Linked DNA regions of Danio rerio: all the other regions are linked to region 2. Evidence: chromatin contacts called from public HiChIP or PLAC-seq data. All regions are on one chromosome and are shown on one strand. Each heading gives the region's core, a stretch centred on a gene start, on an enhancer-like site or on the middle of the called end of the contact. The rest is flanking DNA. Distances are from core to core; before and after follow the strand shown. Region 1 holds the start of si:ch211-114c12.2. Region 2 holds the start of tia1l (cytotoxic granule-associated RNA binding protein 1, like). Region 3 holds the start of atp6v1aa (ATPase H+ transporting V1 subunit Aa).

The links. HiChIP or PLAC-seq counts read pairs in DNA pulled down with a chosen protein or histone mark.
Region 1: a contact with region 2 is called in an H3K4me3 HiChIP or PLAC-seq map of gastrula embryo, with 2.9 times the contacts expected there. The contact joins the promoter of si:ch211-114c12.2 here to the promoter of tia1l in region 2. A contact is called at or near these places in 2 of 4 datasets of contacts at active chromatin or transcription factors (embryo and gastrula embryo).
Region 3: a contact with region 2 is called in an H3K4me3 HiChIP or PLAC-seq map of gastrula embryo, with 6 times the contacts expected there. The contact joins the promoter of atp6v1aa here to the promoter of tia1l in region 2. A contact is called at or near these places in 2 of 18 Hi-C or Micro-C datasets (hematopoietic stem cells and an unstated tissue) and 2 of 4 datasets of contacts at active chromatin or transcription factors (embryo and gastrula embryo).

The regions. Positions count from the first base shown.
Region 1 is chr5:24,783,903-24,786,872 of GRCz12tu, reverse strand. It overlaps si:ch211-114c12.2, which reads right to left and starts at 1,445. Exons shown (of 10, transcript NM_001002300.1): 1 at 1,221-1,445; 2 at 245-306; 3 at 1-157. The coding sequence starts at 285.
Region 2 is chr5:25,173,992-25,176,699 of GRCz12tu, reverse strand. tia1l (cytotoxic granule-associated RNA binding protein 1, like) reads left to right here and starts at 1,431. Exons shown (of 11, transcript NM_200182.2): 1 at 1,431-1,582; 2 at 2,288-2,384. The coding sequence starts at 1,551.
Region 3 is chr5:24,901,697-24,904,567 of GRCz12tu, reverse strand. It overlaps atp6v1aa (ATPase H+ transporting V1 subunit Aa), which reads right to left and starts at 1,468. Exons shown (of 15, transcript NM_201135.2): 1 at 1,420-1,468; 2 at 781-879; 3 at 475-603; 4 at 1-32. The coding sequence starts at 862. It overlaps phf23a (PHD finger protein 23a), which reads left to right and starts at 1,949. Exons shown (of 5, transcript NM_001013499.1): 1 at 1,949-2,488. The coding sequence starts at 2,461.

The DNA.
Region 1 (2,970 bases), core at 196-2,695, 390 kb after region 2:
GGAAGGCCTCTTGGGGTAGGGCTGGGATCCACTACTGTTGTGAACTCTCCAACTCGGAGGGGCTTTTCCAGGAGGCCCTCTGAAACCTCTTTGGCTTCTTGAAGGGGGGCCATATCGCCCTTCATGATTCATGCTATTGTAGTTGTCTGAGAAAGGCCTGTATGAGAATAAACAACATTTTAGTCTCACTTATAATGATAAACTTAGTTCAATCAGAATTAAATATTACATATCTAAATCAAACCTGTGTTTGGAACGAGGAGATCCTGATTGTGGTCTCACCATTTTTTCAGTTTTATCACCTATCTTCAAGTGAAATAAAAGACATTAAATATTAATCTTCCAGTTAAGGTAATGCAACATGCCTCACGTACAAAAAACAATAAAAATATAAATAATTGCGAAAAAATAAGAAATATTGACTTAAGGTTGTAGTATCTGAAAATAAAACAAAAAATTATAACACAAAGAAGTTCTTATAATTAATAACCAATAATACTTCACATAATTTTAAGTCCATACAAACAAATCCAAGCAATCAATCTTAACGTGTCAGTGCTTTGAAAATGTAACAAAAGTTAAAACGTTTCATGCTCCTCGGAGAGTGTGTGTGCTATTTAAAACGTTTGAGGACATGTAACGTTACCGTTTCTACAATGCATTTCAACCCCTTTTAAACAAACAATACAGTACGACACTGCAGGAAGTCGATACAAATAAAATCACTGAATGCGTTTGCCAGAGACGTGGTGGTTGGATGAAACAAACTAACATGCAAGTTTTAGTAGTTTTCCACGACCTTAATTAAATCATGTTAAAAGTCAAAAGTTGAACCGAGCTCGACGACACCACATTCCTGGCCTAATGTTACATGAACGCGTGTCTGGGCCGACAAGGCCGTGAGTCACATCCAAAATGCTAACTCGAAACAAATGTACCAGCACGACGTTTCACTAGTAACATTACACAGATAATGCAACAACACTTCTAAGACAATAGAAACAACATTAGCGGTACGTGTAAATGTAAAAACACATCGAACAAAACAACACTCCTTCGTTTATCGCGCTAATGCGAAACTACGACAAAGCGAAACCATTTTCACTACAGTGCTATGCAACAATATCAGTTATGCTAATAATTCGTTTAATCTTTTCACTGTTAAAGGTCTACGTTACTAAAATCCGACAAAGTTGACTGGCTGTGTTGTTTTGACATACCCGATGTAGCGCGATACTGAAAACAGATAGGCCGTGATAGCAAACAAACGTCTTCTGTTAAGCGTCGGTCCACATCTGACCAAAATAGAACCGTAAACGTTTCCAAAAAACAAACACTCCGTCGCTTTCGTCGTCACATCTAGGTTTCTCCGTCGAAAAAAACGAGTGGTCTCCGTGAAATTACATTCACACCGACTGAACAGCTGCAGCCGTGACGTCACCTGAATGGGGCGCGTTCACGACCAGACTGGGACAGGAACTGACTAGGATAGGATTATTATCGAATCCGCCCATATCGTTGCTTTGTTAGTATGTTATAATATTTTTAGCACGTATATTTAACAGTGTTAATCATTAATTCAGTATTAGATACTGGTTTGGGTAAAATGCATAAATCATATACAAAAATTATAAATTCTCAAAATAGACTGGGAATTAAAAATAGGCCTAACGTTACCAACATTTGCCCAGTGCTAAAACCTCAGCTGTTGTACCGTTTGTCTCTCTCTCTCTCTCCCTTTGTTACTCCAGACTATTACATAACTTGGTTTAAATAAGATAGCATGGACACTTTTAATTACGTTCACTTGTCCTATGCCTAGAAGTTGGTATTTGACTACACTGACTTCATTGCACTGAAGATATACTTTTCAAGTGATTGGAATAATGTGAATTGACAACATTAAAATACAAATTAGCATTCTTTTGTTCCTGCACAGCATTATATATAGGGGGTTTGTCAGGCACGTGCACACATAGGGCTCAACCTGTGAAGTGCACATGCCCTTTTTAGTCTTGGATAGAAAGTGCCCTTCCAAAGAGATCTGAAGTGCCCTAGCGCCCCCCAACCTTTACCCCCAATCTAATTTTCCCACCTTTAGCTGTTTCTGGGTCCTGCTGAACCCTATTTAAAAAAAAAAAAACATGATATGGAAGTCACTAGGGACCAGTCCAGCACAATTTCCAAAGTGTGTTTTTTATCTTATCTAATTTACACAGGTTTGTTGAGAGGCAGATCTATATCAGACCCTTATCATCAAACATGGTTTTATTAGGTAACTAATTTACTTTTTAGATTTTATTTTCTGTGGACCCATAACCAGATTACAGATGATCAAAGTTAATGTTAATCTACTGACCTCTGCTGGTTCACCACATAATCTCTTATACAGTACGTCCTCTTTCTTACAGCAATGGGAATGTTTTTCTTATGTTGGTAAAAATAGACATGTTATAATTCTTACTAAAGCTTCAAAGTATACCCACACATCATACTCATACAGTATTATACTATAATAAATGAGAAATCAGATAACATTGACACTTTTAACTCACACTTTCCATCGCCATATGTTCCATTGAGAGATAGATATGAATCATAATAATAACCCTGTGATCTTTAGTGCTGAACAGCTCACATGACATTTGTTTACCTAAATACTGGAGTCCTGCGATACAATAAAGCTTCAGCTCATCAGGCTGCATTTTCAGACATTGTTATTTTGACTTTTCACCACCTTGTCTTTTTCCCCTCACTTTTTCCGTAAATGACATGAGCATGTAGTTAAAAGGATGAGTTGCTTGTGTAGTCAAAAAGAGATGTGTTTGCATACAGTGTGTTTGCAGCAGATGTGAGATGCTGATGATTAGACTCCCCCTGCGGCTAAACATTTGGTTAATACACTTTTGTCCATCCAACCAAGAGCTTCACACAGTCAATGCCTCAATAACTGTTTGGCCTTTGTAAGTT
Region 2 (2,708 bases), core at 182-2,681:
CCTCTGTTTCTCAAAAAGTTCACGTTTGCCTTTCATTTGTGTCTTGTTTATACTGCAGAAAGCATATGGGCACATGTGGAGATACTGTTACATTCAAATCTGTTTCACACAGAAATCAAACTAAGAATGTATATGTACTGCAGTTTAATGTAGATCCTTATATATCATTTCACAATAAACACTGCAAATGCAAATGTTTTCATATGACTTTATGAAACTTTTATCTTTATTATTAATAAACAACTTTACGTTTATAATGGCATTCATGAATTCACATTATAAAATGGGAGTAAACTATAGAAAACAATATAGTATTTTAACCCTCTTTTACTAAATCATGTCTCTTATCAACTCAGCAAATTTCATTTTCATGTTTAGTTTACAAACACTGCAGTACTGGAAAGAATTAAGACAAATAAAGACTCTTTTACACACAGAAAAAAAAATGAATAATTTGTCCAGAATCAACACAACATTAATGAATAATTCTTAAAATTTTATCATCGAGCTATAGGACAACATCAGACTGCACTGATACCAATTACATCTACATTCAAAATATTATACGCTTTCAAAAGTGGTCTATGTTTATCTCTAAACAATGAAATAGGCTCTATATTGACATGTTCGAAACTAAACCAGTGTCTTTCTTGACAGCTATATGCATTGGGGAAAAAAAGGTTTCGTTAGGAGCCATTGGAAATTTGTTCATTTTCTCTTCAACTTTGTCCCTTTATTAAGTCGCCACAGCAGAATGAACCGCCAACTTATGCAGCATATGTTTTACGCAGTGGATGCCTTTCCAGCTGTAACCCATCACTGGGAAACATCCATACACTCTCATTCATACACATACACTACAGACAATTTTACTTACCCAATTCACCTATACATGATATACATATACATAATTTCACCCACATGTCTTTGGACTTTGGGGGAAACCCACACGAACACGGGGAGAACGTGCAAACTCCACACAGAAATGCCAAGTGACCCAGCCGATGCTCGAACCAGCAACCTTTATGTTACCCATTGCGCCACCGTGATGCCCACCATTGTAAAATGTTTACATAGATCGGAAAACAGAATTAATTCACATTGTGTGCAGGTGTCTTAAACCAGTAAAGTACAATTCGGATAAAAAGCTGTAGGATAACTTAGAATTAAAGCTCAGCGTTTTCGTGAGGTCATTGCCAATAAAGAGTTAAAATGGCAATGCTTTAAAGAACACAAATCAAGTTATAATGCAAAAGAGTCGAAAGAACCGATTCACTTAAAAATTTGGGAGCTGGTGTGTCGGGTTCAACCAGGGGTTCAACGTTTGATCTGATAGGGGGCAGTAGTCGATCTCTGCCGCCAAGAACAGTCAGGCGCTGAAGAGGAACTCTGGCAACGTCATTTGATGACGTTTCACGAGTAACGTCAGAGGAAGTTATTCCAGTAAATTCGCGTTAACTAACAAGTTAAAACCTTAGAGGCTATACCTATTCAAACGTTAAAAACAGGGCAGGTTTTAAACAAAGCGTCGACCTTTTCCCACCAGCACGATGATGATGGACGAGGACCAGCCGAGGACGTTGTAAGTGCTGCTGCAGTTTAGTCGGCCGCTTTACGAAGCCAAACTCGTGTTTAAACACGTTTGTTTAAGCGGCGCAGAGGTCGCAAGCACAGTACGCCAAACTTCACATAAGCAACTCGAGCACGAGCCCGTAAATGACTCTTTTTGTTATATGCGAAGTGCGATATGTGCGTCCATTTCAGTATCTACTGCACAAGCCGGTTAAACAACACCAAACTGGAGCAGCGGAACCGAGCCTAGCATGGGTGGCGGTGAAAAATACGGTGTTTGCCTCAACCCACTATTCATTTATCCGGTTATATCCACATGGGTGAACTAATCAGTTCGCATCCCGAATAACGTAGCTAACTTGCTACAGAGGCTTTAGCTACAAGTTCCGTTTGTAGCGCACGGTTTTCGTTACCCAAATAGCTAACTACTAACCGTAAAACACTTAAAATTCTACTGTTATATCCCTCTTAGGGCCCCTCTTATGCTTTCTGCTGTTGAAAGACTGTAATAAGTAAGACTATGTGTGTTTGTACGTGTATTTTCTGTCATGAAATAGCGTTGGAGCTGTTGAATTGTGTTAGCTGCTCGCTCTCTTGCGCTGAAAACGTGGCAGAAATGAAACCCCGCGGAATGCACTGCTGGCGTGAGGGATGGAAGAAAAACTCAACGCGGTGACCGTGTTTCTCAGTTTTCCCTGTGCTCTCCTGTTTTTAGGTATGTCGGGAACCTCTCCAGGGATGTTACGGAGGCCCTCATCCTGCAAGTGTTCTCTCAGATCGGCCCCTGCAAGAGCTGTAAAATGATCCTTGATGTGAGTTAAAAGAATATCCGAGATACAAGGATCCCACTGTCATTTAAAACCTGGATTCTTCTACAAATGGGGTTTCTCTGGGCTGCATAAATCCTGAAAACGAGGAGAACCTTAAACACTCACGCTTCTTACCATGTTCCTGGCTAACTTAGTGTCTGTGATTTTTATTTTTATAAATGTATAAAGTTAATTTATTTTAGGTTATAAAATGGTCTCATCAAAATGATTTTAAAACCAATTACATACTTTGATCACAAACTACATGGGATATTTACCCTAAATTAAATGTAAAGTAATTTTTATTTATTGCTTTGTTGTGTAATG
Region 3 (2,871 bases), core at 219-2,718, 270 kb after region 2:
GCGGAGCACTGGATCTCCCACACAAACTCCAGCTGTGTTACTTTGGTTCAGGAAAACAAACAATGCAAAGTAGACAAACACACACAAAACCAATTCTGCAACAGCATTATAATCCTGTAACAGTGTGAGATAATAATACCATGGTAATACGCCTTATATTACTGTGAATGATACTACTGAACACTATGTGACATGTTGACAATGGGTTTATTTATTTTGCCAACAATATTATTTTGACAACAAAAGAATATGATTTGATGTGCGGGAGCAAGTTTACAGCAAGTTTGTTTATTGTTCAACACCATGGCGGAACCCATACCTGGGTTATTGAGACTTAAAACAGGATCTAAATGATAAATACCTGTTGTTTTTTTTCTCCTCTAATTATGCAAACATTTTATTTGGATTTACTATATTTAAAACTTTTAGGGGGTTCTCAGTGTAAACAAATCCCAGATTAATAGTAAAGGATACAAGTCTCCTCATACACCTGGATGGTTGCCATATCTCCTTCCAATCGGATAATCTCTCCCACCAGCTCACTGTGGCCGACACGAACCAGTTCATACATAGCTGCACCTGCCATGCTGGAGGCCGTCACCACTGTATTGAATAGAGACATAGACTGTAACCTGCCCATCACATGACTTCTCTTTTTTACAGTAGATGACTGAATTACTTGTGAGATAAACACCGAGCAGTAAGCTAATCTGTAACAAACTGACTTCATATATTTGGCAGTGGTGAATGTTTATTTTATTGTATTTTATTTTTTTTTACCGGGGCCTGAGACTCCATGAACATATCCAAACTGACTCTCGCGTTCCTCATCTCGGATCTTAGGCAGCTTGGAAAAATCCATCTTGTGTGTTAGAAAACCTAAATGACAGATTCAAGACACAGATGTGGTAAAAAAAGATAAATATCTTTAAGTATTTCAAAAATAAAAACAACATGACAAGATTCATTTTATAATTTCAACAGAAACACAATCTAAACATGTTTTGTTCAACTGTAAAGAAATATATTTGAAGGGAATTTAAAGTAAATATCTCAATTACCACTGACAAGTAGCCTATAACGACAACCCAGAAAAACAGTTAATAAACAGCAGAGCCACTATGGCCGACCGGGTTCGGATTAACACTAGATTCTTGCTGTAACGACTGAATATCAAATTTAAAATGTTAGGAATTTAGATAACTGTACTAAACGCACAACCGCTATTAACTATTGAATGAGAAAATCTAGCAGACTGTCGTGAGGAACCATGAATGTCAGGTGACAGATGGCTGCTAGCAAAGCCTCTGATCAGCAAATGAGCACAATTCGCCTGCGTAGAAAATGAGATGGGAGCAAACCGAAAGAGATGACAATAAACAAAATAAGAGTAACAAATAATGAAAAGATTGATCTTACTGTACTAGCATGAAGCGAACACCAATCCGTGGAATACCCTACCAAGCAGTAGATCGAGGAAAAAAACTGTCACGACATAGATCAGCTGACTTGCCAGGATTAAGGAAGTTCGTTTACACACTGCAACGGAAAGTGCGCCATTATGGCTCTCCTAGAGGATGTTTTCGTGGAAAGACATTGCGCGTGTGATCCAAAATGGCGTCCATAAAGCCACAGTTTCCTTATTTCCTGTGCTCTTCGCGTGAAAGCAAGGACGTAACCAAGTTACCGAACATCATATCTGGACATTAACACAACATGGGCACAAGCATTTCACCACTGTAGAGAATCACATACGAATGAAGCAGTGCGTTTAGCAGTTTGGCAGTTCTTTTTTCCAGATCTTATGCATATTCATTACGCTATTATCAATATACATTACGCAAAAAGTCTGGCGCTCTTTGCGTGGTTGCGTCACAGGGTGATTCCTGTTGAGACCGCGCGTAACCCAGACGTTCAAGACTTTGTTGAATGCAGTTGCAAAAAGCTCGTTCCTGTTTTTTTCAACATTTGGAATTTAATACTCGATTTAGTGTCTTTGCCGTGTTTTCTTTGCGTTCGTGGATGCAGTCAACGTGTCATCGCTCTTGGAAATCTAAAGCCACCAGCTTAAAATCGTTTGTAATCATCGAGGACCGAAGATAAGTCACCACCACCATCATCATCATCATCGTCGTCGACGTCCATAATTGAAATCTCTGCGAAATAATACACCGTTCGGTTTATTTTTTGGCTGAATCTCCATATTATCGTCGAAATATAGTCTCCTTTGCTTGGTTTTCACCGTTGGACGAGACGACCCCGCTGAGCATATGGCAAATCACCCTTCGGTACTGCAGTAACGTTAACGTAACTTTATTTTTCGCTCGTTGAATTCAAAAACAACTGAAGTTACATCCTTTTTCCCCAACTGAAAGACATTTTGCCTACTAAAGTGACACTGTAAGGTCATTACCAAGAGCCAACACTAAGAAGAGCCCAACTTTGTGGTACCACCCCACCATGTTGGGCATTATGGATCATCATCAAGGTAAATGCTTTGATTGTTGTCATATTCATCAATCTAGTTTTGTTTCATTGGAGCCTATCACGTTAATAATTAAAGTTTTACACAAGCCTCGTGTAACACACCTATTTAACAAAGAGCTTCTGAATGGATTAACTACTCCTGCTTGCAGCGACATATCCTCTTAGGTTAAGTATAAGTTACTTGGCAAGACTTCTGTACTATCTCCAGATACATAACATGTAATTTTGTAAGCATATTTGAAATGCTCGGACACTAATTCGCCTCCTTGTTTTGCTGACTAGACGAGGATTCATCTGCTCTTCGTTAGCTTTTAGCATAAGCAGCTTCTCTTCGGATATTTCTATGTTTACTCGAACAAATGAGCCCTCGGTACATTTTCGACA